3 separate regions of the Zea mays genome follow, and regions 1 and 3 are each linked to region 2. Evidence: chromatin contacts called from public Hi-C data. All regions are on one chromosome and are shown on one strand. Each heading gives the region's core, a stretch centred on a gene start, on an enhancer-like site or on the middle of the called end of the contact. The rest is flanking DNA. Distances are from core to core; before and after follow the strand shown. Region 1 holds the start of LOC103626371 (RNA polymerase II degradation factor 1). Region 2 has its middle 150 kb from the start of LOC103626372. Region 3 holds the start of LOC100286314 (phosphate import ATP-binding protein pstB 1).

The links. Hi-C and Micro-C count contacts between places; a contact is called where the count stands out from the background.
Region 1: a contact with region 2 is called in a Hi-C map of bundle sheath, with 2.8 times the contacts expected there. The contact joins the promoter of LOC103626371 here to the enhancer-like site in region 2. A contact is called at or near these places in 8 of 25 Hi-C or Micro-C datasets (bundle sheath, ear, endosperm and 3 more).
Region 3: a contact with region 2 is called in a Hi-C map of ear, with 8 times the contacts expected there. The contact joins the promoter of LOC100286314 here to the enhancer-like site in region 2. A contact is called at or near these places in 12 of 25 Hi-C or Micro-C datasets (bundle sheath, ear, endosperm and 5 more) and 1 of 3 datasets of contacts at active chromatin or transcription factors (leaf).

The regions. Positions count from the first base shown.
Region 1 is chr5:55,295,434-55,298,133 of Zm-B73-REFERENCE-NAM-5.0, reverse strand. LOC103626371 (RNA polymerase II degradation factor 1) reads right to left here and starts at 1,262. Exons shown (of 1, transcript XM_020537989.2): 1 at 1-1,262. The coding sequence starts at 877.
Region 2 is chr5:55,533,192-55,535,894 of Zm-B73-REFERENCE-NAM-5.0, reverse strand. No RefSeq gene overlaps it. Among protein-coding and RNA genes, the nearest start is that of LOC103626372, 150 kb to the right of the region's middle. Within about 2 kb of position 1,389, at least 19 of the 20 cell types and tissues checked have an H3K27ac peak or open chromatin away from gene starts, as enhancers often do. A contact at or near this core is called in bundle sheath, ear, endosperm and 4 more, where this site is marked.
Region 3 is chr5:55,378,484-55,381,183 of Zm-B73-REFERENCE-NAM-5.0, reverse strand. It overlaps LOC100286314 (phosphate import ATP-binding protein pstB 1), which reads left to right and starts at 1,323. Exons shown (of 4, transcript NM_001349640.1): 1 at 1,323-1,389; 2 at 1,504-1,830. The coding sequence starts at 1,371.

The DNA.
Region 1 (2,700 bases), core at 13-2,512, 240 kb after region 2:
CCTCTTGACACCTCACCGCCACAGTCGTGATGTCAGTGCTGGCAGCCTCCTGCGACGTCGCGACGTCCTGTCCATTCTGGCCTGCAGCGTCGGACTCCAACAGGACAGGCTCCTCCGCTTCCAGTTCCAAGGGAGTCACGGCAGGCGACGGCTCGGCGGGCGTCTCCGGCTGCTGCTGCTGGTGCTGCGCTCTCGACGTCTGGCCTTTGGCCCTGGCGGAAGCACCAGCGCCGCCCTTGCCGCCGGACGACGCTGATGCCGCGGCCTCCTCCTTGCCCTTCTTGCTGCGGGACCTACTGCTAGCCTTGAACGCGTTGGACGCCCTCTGCATCAACTGCCTCGGCGACACCGCGCCCCACAGCGACGCGGAAGCCGGCGCTTTGGCCTTGGCCGGCCGCGGCACGCCCACCGGCTGCGCCGGGGCCTTGTCCTTAAGCGTGATCGGCCGCGGCGCGCCCACCGGCTGCGCCGAGGCCCTGTCCTTAGGTGTGATCGGCCGCGGCGCGCCCACAGGCTGCGCGGAGGCCCTGTCCTTGGGCGTGATCGGCCGCGGCGCGCCCACCGGCCGCGCCGGGGCCTTGTCGGCGGACCGCCTCGCCGTAGCGGCGGCGGCGCCCTTGGAGCCTGCGGCGGATGAGGAGGAGGCGCAGGGCAACGGCAGAGAGGAGGACGACGAGGAGCTGTGCATGGACGAGCTAACGGTGGGGCGGAGGAAGGACGGCACCGGCTTGTCGGCCGCCGCCGCGGAGGACGGGCGCGACGGGCCGGGGCTGCGCGAGCTGGACGGGGGCCTGCCGGCCCCGCTCTTGCTTCTTGGGCGCGCGCCGTCGCTCGACCGCAGCGACGGCCGCGTGGCCATGGGCGGCTTCCGCTGCATCAGAGACAGAGAGATTTGTCAATTGTTTGTTTTGCCGGTAGGCAGAACGAGCCGTGATTCGAGAGATTTGTAATTTTCTCAAGACACCGAGTCATATCTGGTTGACCACGAGATGTTTGTAGGCAACATGCATGCCATGGTTGCATTTTTTTTTTTGGCGTATTTTTCTCTCTTCTCTGATGACGCATGTGTGGCTGTGTCTCTGTGACAAACACTCCTGGCACGTTGTAATGACAATTGATGATTTTCTCTTTTTAACCCCAAAAAAAATATTTTGGTTCCATTCCCATTTAGGCCTTGTTCATTTGTGTCGGATTGTATCTGGAATCGTTCCAGCTAATCAAAGTTTATATAAATTAGAGAACCAATCCGGTTAGGAATCGTTCCGACCCACTAATCCGACACAAACGAACAAGGCCTTAGGGTTTGTTCGATTAGCTCTCGATACATGTGGATTGAGCGGGGTTGAATGATTTGAAGTCTCAATCAAGTCAAGCTTATTCTTAAATTTTTCCAATCTCATCCAATCCATTGGTAACGGGATTAACCGAACAAGGTCTTATACAACAATTAAGTGCATCTCCAAGAGGAACTCTAAACGAGGCTTTATTTTTAAATATAGGTGTCGAAACTATAAAATATCCTCCGACAGCGATCATTTTTCATAAAAAAAAATTCATAAAACGATCACAGAGATCGATCTCTCAAGTCCTTACCCATATATTGGAGCTCTATCATCGTTTTCTCTTTAATCTTGAACAAATTATTTTATAATAACATGATTTGTTTTCTAAATAACATCATTTAAGGTCTAACTATTGAAGTAAAAAAAAGTTGTTAAACACTTTAAATGCAGTCGTATTTCAGTTTTTAGGAGTCTATTTGAAAGCTCCTTATCGGAGAGATGATCTAACACGGTCAGAACATGTCACTCAAATGCAAAGATTTAATTTGTTTTTTTTGGTGGGGGGGGGGGGGGGGGGGGGGTGGGGGGGGGAATACTAGCATTTAAATAGACGAATATCAAATATGTATGAGATTCTTTCAGTTACGTGACGGGGGGGAGGAGAACTGAATTCGATAGATCTGATGAATAAGCTAGGCACCCAAATCACATAGCATGTGGCAAACGCATCGAATTCGCTCGGCTGGCTAGGCGGCTCGTTCCAGGGCAAATAATAGACGAGCGAATTCCCCTGCAACAAGAACAAAACAACGACAGCAACGTACCAGGAACCTAATAACGCACCCAATTCACGGAAGAAACCCCGTCGTACCTTCGTGAGCAGGAAATGGACAGGAATGGCGTGTGGCGCAGCGGGGAGGAGGAGGAGGAGGAGGAGGGGAGGGGAAGGGACAGGAGAAGACGAAGGCAGCAGCAAAGATGAGAAAAAACCGGGCAACAGAAGAGCCTCATGTTCGCAAACAGACCCTGTCAAATAGCTGAGCACTTGGCATGGGCAGCTGTGAGGTCCGGTTGTTACTACTTGACACCTGGTGGAGGATCCATCTGTCACGGCTCATCCAGAATTAGCAACTAAAACCAACGAAGACAGCGGCATGCACAACCAACATAAATGACCCGTATCTTAAAGAATATTTGAGATTTTAAGTGTAAAAAACATAAAATAGCTATCTTGGTGAAGGAATACATTTCATTCGTACAACCCATATAAGGGCTTGTTCGGTTATTCCCAATATATATGGATTGGATGGGATTGGAAAAAATTGTGAAGAAATTTGACTTGTTTGGGATTCAAACCCATCCAATCCCGCTCAATCCACATGTATTGAGAGCTAACCGAACAAGCCCTAAATAAGCC
Region 2 (2,703 bases), core at 140-2,639:
GGCAGCCCGGCAGCGGCCGGGACCGCGAGCGCGAGATACCCTGCCCCTGGCCTGCCCATACGGCGCAAGGCATCTGCCGTGCGCGGTGACCACGCCAGCGGCCTACGGGAGCCCTGCCTTCCGGCAACTTCCATGCGGGGTGCGGCATTGGGAATTTGGAATTGGAAAGGCTAGCTAGGTGCCTGCTGTGTAGTGCATTGCAGGGGGAAGGAATTCTGGCCCGTCCGTGTCCTCATCCAATACAAAGCTTGTTCGTTTACATCTAGATCTAAAGAGATTAGAGTAGTGCACATGTTGTCGAGCTCGTAGGCCGGCACGAAGCGCCGGAGTGCTTCACCATTTTTATTCTGAACTGTGTGTCTCTGACCGGCTGACCCACCTTCGCAACGTTCGCAGTCCTGACGCAAGTCATTGCCGTGTCGTCCATGCGACGGCGAGTGTATAGCCCATTAATTATCCGTGGAGCCACAATGCTGCAAAACAAAGTAAAACATAATGCAGCTGCATTTGAGTTTGAACAGTGATTTACCTCACGGATTTACAGATTTTTTACGAGGTCGATGGACTCCACTCTCCAGTAAACCACCCCTCTAGATCCAAACATGAGAAACCTTATCCAAAATACTAGAGTTGCCGTAACAGAAATAACAAAAAAATAAAGCATTTTCTTCGTCTTCTCTCAAATTCCATGGCAACATTGGCCCGTAGGTTTTGCTTGCAAACCCGATTCGGTGCACTGGGCAGGACGGCATTGGGTCGCAGTCCGGCCCATTTGCCAACGCGTTGCTGCAAAGTGCGAACAGTATTTGTGGGCAGAAATCGGTGCCTTGACGCTTTGCCACGTGTGTGGGCTGGGCTGTATTATCCTCTTTATCTAGCAGGCCTCGACAGTCCACTGGCCTGGCCCGTTGAAAGAAGCACCGTCACAACGAGACCTGGGCCAACTCTGCGCTGGCTGCCCGTCAACCCTGTGCCCATAAATTTATGAGAAAAATCCAACCCCACCCCCCCGGCCCCCCCCCCCCACCCCCCACCCCACGTCCCCACCCCCCACCACCACCACAAAGAAAAGTCCAACTTCCTGTCATGGTCCTTTTTTATCTGAACTTATCGACGAGGCCAGAAAATTATCTATATAGCCTTTTGGTTAGTTTAGGTAATCAACGTGCGCTCTCCCTCTTGCTCGGCGCTCGCCGCGCGGCGACAACGACAAGCCGTTCACCTGTTCCGTCCGTCACCGTCGCACCAATCCACACGCGCACGCGCTGCCGCGGCGCCTGCCTGCTGATCATCTTCCCCAGCCGCCGCTACTGCGCCACACCGTGTCCAGTTGCACGCAGTAGCAGGCCCAAGGTATAGGTAGCTAGCTATAGCTCTTTTACTTGGCTGCTTCCGTTCGTCGTCGACGCACGCGGTAACTCTCTCCAGTTACAGTTACACCATGTCGCCATGCAGGACAGGCAGTGCGTGCCCGCGCGCCGAACAGACTTATGTCGTCCGCCGCGCGCCGCCCTGACGGAAGGCCGGCCGGCGTCGTCGCGCGAATCGAGACTATTGCACCACAGCGGCCGGAACTGTTGTCGAGCAATGAGCACGCCGCCCCCATCCATCAGGCATTCAGGCGTCTGCCATCAGGTAGGGTTCCGGTGTTTCACTACTCGCTAGCCGCGGTGAGCGAAGAAGCCGGCCGAGGGCGAGCAAGGTTCCGAGCTGGTTTGGTGCGGTGTGGTGTGGCCCATGGAGGATCGGCGACACAGGCGCGAGAAACAGGGGCACGGACGGCTGACGGTGAGCAGAAGGCAGCTCAGCAAGTGGCCATGGTGGGCTATCATTGGCGTGTACTTGCACAGTGCCGGCGCATCCAGATCTACTGGAGCCAAGCCACCGCTGTCTCCTCCCCGGGCAGAGCGCGCTCCGTACCGTACCACCGCTCCCCTTTCGACTCGCCGGACGACATGAGAGAGAGCAGCAGAGCGAACAATGAGCATGCTTCCGCACCTTGCCCACCACTATCTAGCTAGGCAGAGCGAACGGATAACAAAATATCTGCTGAAAATACACCACTGATCTGACCTTCAAGTCCGCGCATCAACTTTTACCAGTTTCCACTCTAATGAAGCCTGAAGTGACGTTCTACACATGGGTTCGGATCGATGATTCGGTCGGGTTTGAACCAATTTTTTAGGATGTTTGGTTTGGAGATAAATTATGAGTAAATGAGCATTCGAATAATGGTTATCGTTTTTTGATCTACATTTATACTCATCTAACCAACGGAACCCATATATCTTTAGATTTTATACTCCATACTCAAGCATAAATAAAAATGGTAGCACTTCGCTAGTTTGTTTGGATATTAGGAAGGTTAGGTTAAACCCACAACGGACATTTCTTCAATATCGGGGTTCAGTCTATATATATAAAACAAAAACAAAGAAGAAACCAATCAAATTCTCCTTGTCTTTCTAAACATACACCGTGTGTTGAATATATAAAGGGACTGATGTGAACCATCATCGTCGTCTCTTTTCCTAGAGTTGTGGGTGCTCAAGACGTTGTTGACCTTCCTCCCGCTTCGCGCACGGTGCTAGCACGTCGACGTCATTGGTGTTTCATCTCCACACGTGTGGAAACCATGGAGATGTTCATATTGTTGTTGCGATGTTGATCAACAACAAACTTGAGGACGTGTTTTTGTTGCTG
Region 3 (2,700 bases), core at 74-2,573, 150 kb after region 2:
AGTGTTTGGTCATAGTCACCAAATTGTTCGACGCACGCTGGCTAGGAGAACTTGGCTGTTGTCTTATTTTATCTTCCTCTCGTGCCTTCGGTCCTACTAGTGGTCCTTACATTTCCATTCTTGTCTGAAGATTTCCAAGTAGCCACTCCTTGTGCTGGATTTGGTGTGTGAGGATCACCAATGACTACGCTCTTGCCCTTGCCTTTATCCGTCATTTCCAGCTGAATTAGGACCTTGTCGTTCATCTCAAGTGTATTCATGGGTAATGACTGACTGTCAATTTGCATTCCCAATCGGCCTTCATTTATAGTCGATTGTATCTGTCGACGGAAAGTATTGCAATCATTGGTGGTATGAGAAATGAAGTTATGTCATTTACAATAAGCACGCCTTTTCAATTCATCTATCGAGAAAATTATGTGAGATGGTTTAATGTTACCGCTCTTAAGTAATCCATTAAACATCTTGTCACACTTAGCAACATTAAATGTGAACTTAACTTCTCCTTCTCACAAGTTAAGCGAGGTGAGATAATTTTGAGGCTCACACGGTCGCCGTCCGACTAGAACTAGACCAACTTGACCAATTATGTCTTTGTCAACGGGTAATAATGGAGGATGTCCTCATGAGGTATCTTATAGGCAGTTGCCTGTTAGGACTTGTAAAGATATCAACATATATCTCTTTGTTCACTTTAGCTTCCCAAAATAATAAACTTCACTTGTTTGAAAATTTATTTTTAGGCCTAACATCTGTTCAAATAAGATCAAGATGAATTTCAAGTTCTTAGCCTGCTCCAAATTGTTTTACAAAAGAACTGCATATTAAAGCGTCATATTATAGCGTCGTACAACCCTTTTTGTATTTGATGATGTGTGGAATTAATCCCTCATCAATCAATAAAGGCCACACCTCGTGGGCCTTCCTAATCAGACAAAACGTAATATTAATAAAGACCAATTTTGATAATTTATGGCTCTATTTTGCGGCAACTCCAACGGGGAAAGAGAAACAGAACGTGATAGCTGGACAGGAAGAGGTCTCTAGCTACATTCTAGCCTAGTCTGAGACGACACGTACACCGATAAGCTGCGTGCGGCATGCCATGGCGTGGTGCGTGGGACCGGACCGACACCGAGACCAGCCGCCACCGAATCCCGCCGCTCTTCTGGCCGCCGAGTTGTCAAGCAACGCACGCACCACAAGCCGCCCGCCTCAGTTGAAGCCCCGCGGAAAGGCTGGCTGCGAGTGCGAGACCGACCAAACAAAGAACACATATCAATCACCAGCTCACAGTGGGAGGGGACGCACGATCGGCACCCGGCCATCCCCTCCCTCCTCTTCCTCGCACGTCCTCTTCCATTCCAGTAATGGGCTCTGCTTCATCAGGTGGGCATGCAACAACCCAATAATTAAGCTCAACTGGTCGATCGACCAGGCCGTACTGTCACAATTTACCTGCAGGTCGGTGACGATACGATGCTATACATGCATATGGCGCAGATGGTCTCCGGGAGCACTTGCTGGACGTGGACGGCGGCGGAGCGGCGGCGGTGCCCAAGATACGGGTGCGCGGGCTGCGGCGCCGCGCGGACGCGACCGGCGAGGAGATCCTCCGCGGCGTCCACCTCGACGTGCCGCGCGGGGCCGTCATGGGCGTCATCGGCCCCAGCGGCAGCGGCAAGTCCACGCTGCTCCGCGCGCTCAACCGCCTCTGGGAGCCCGCGCCCGGCGCCGTGCTCCTCGACGGCGCCGACATCTGCGCCCTCGACGTCCTCGCCCTGCGCCGCAAGGTCGGCATGCTCTTCCAGCTCCCCGCCATGTTCGACGGTACGTACCGTACCTACGTCCGATCCAATTGATTATCCATTAATCGATGGAACTAAGAACAGAGAAGGTTCGGTAATTCATTGACAATTTGGCATTTGCTAATCACATGGAAGCTGGCAGCGATTAGACAATTCATTAGTGGCCAACTGTGATAAGCTATAGCTATCCCGCTGACCTTTCGACCAATGCAGCACGCTGGTCGCCGGTGATAAGTTCTCTATGAGCACACCATGGTTTTGGTTTCCTTTTCACATATACTACTATATATACTACTATAATAACGCAATAATGCTTGGCCTCTACATCCTGAGACTGATGAGATGCATAAATAATAGCCATAGCCATCCCTGATGACAGAGGATGCGTGATGACGAGGACGAACCTTGCTAACCTTTTAAAGAAAGCTCGAACAGTTGACAAATATAAGCGGGATGGTGGCATTTATTTTTTTTTTAACTTTGATAGTACTGGCACACGAAATATTTAGGATTTCTGAACATCTGGTCCAACATAAACCCCTCCAACTTGAATAAACTATTTTTTCGAGCCGTAAGTCATTCTTTTTTTTTGAGCTTAATCGAATTTATAGAAAAGAACATAAAAATTCATGACACCAAATCAATATCATTAGATACGCCATGGAATATATTTTCATAATTTATTAAATTATTTGATGTCATAAGTACCGTTATATTTTTTTACATAAATTTAGTCAAATTCGAAAAGTTTAACTTAGAAACAACTTCGGGAGTTAGATTTATTTAGGAAGGAGGGAATATTTCCTGGATGTAGGAGCATCTGCAATAGTTCTCTAAACAGGTTCCTAAACTTGAAAATTTGTTAGGTACAATACTAGTTGGATCTGCGGCC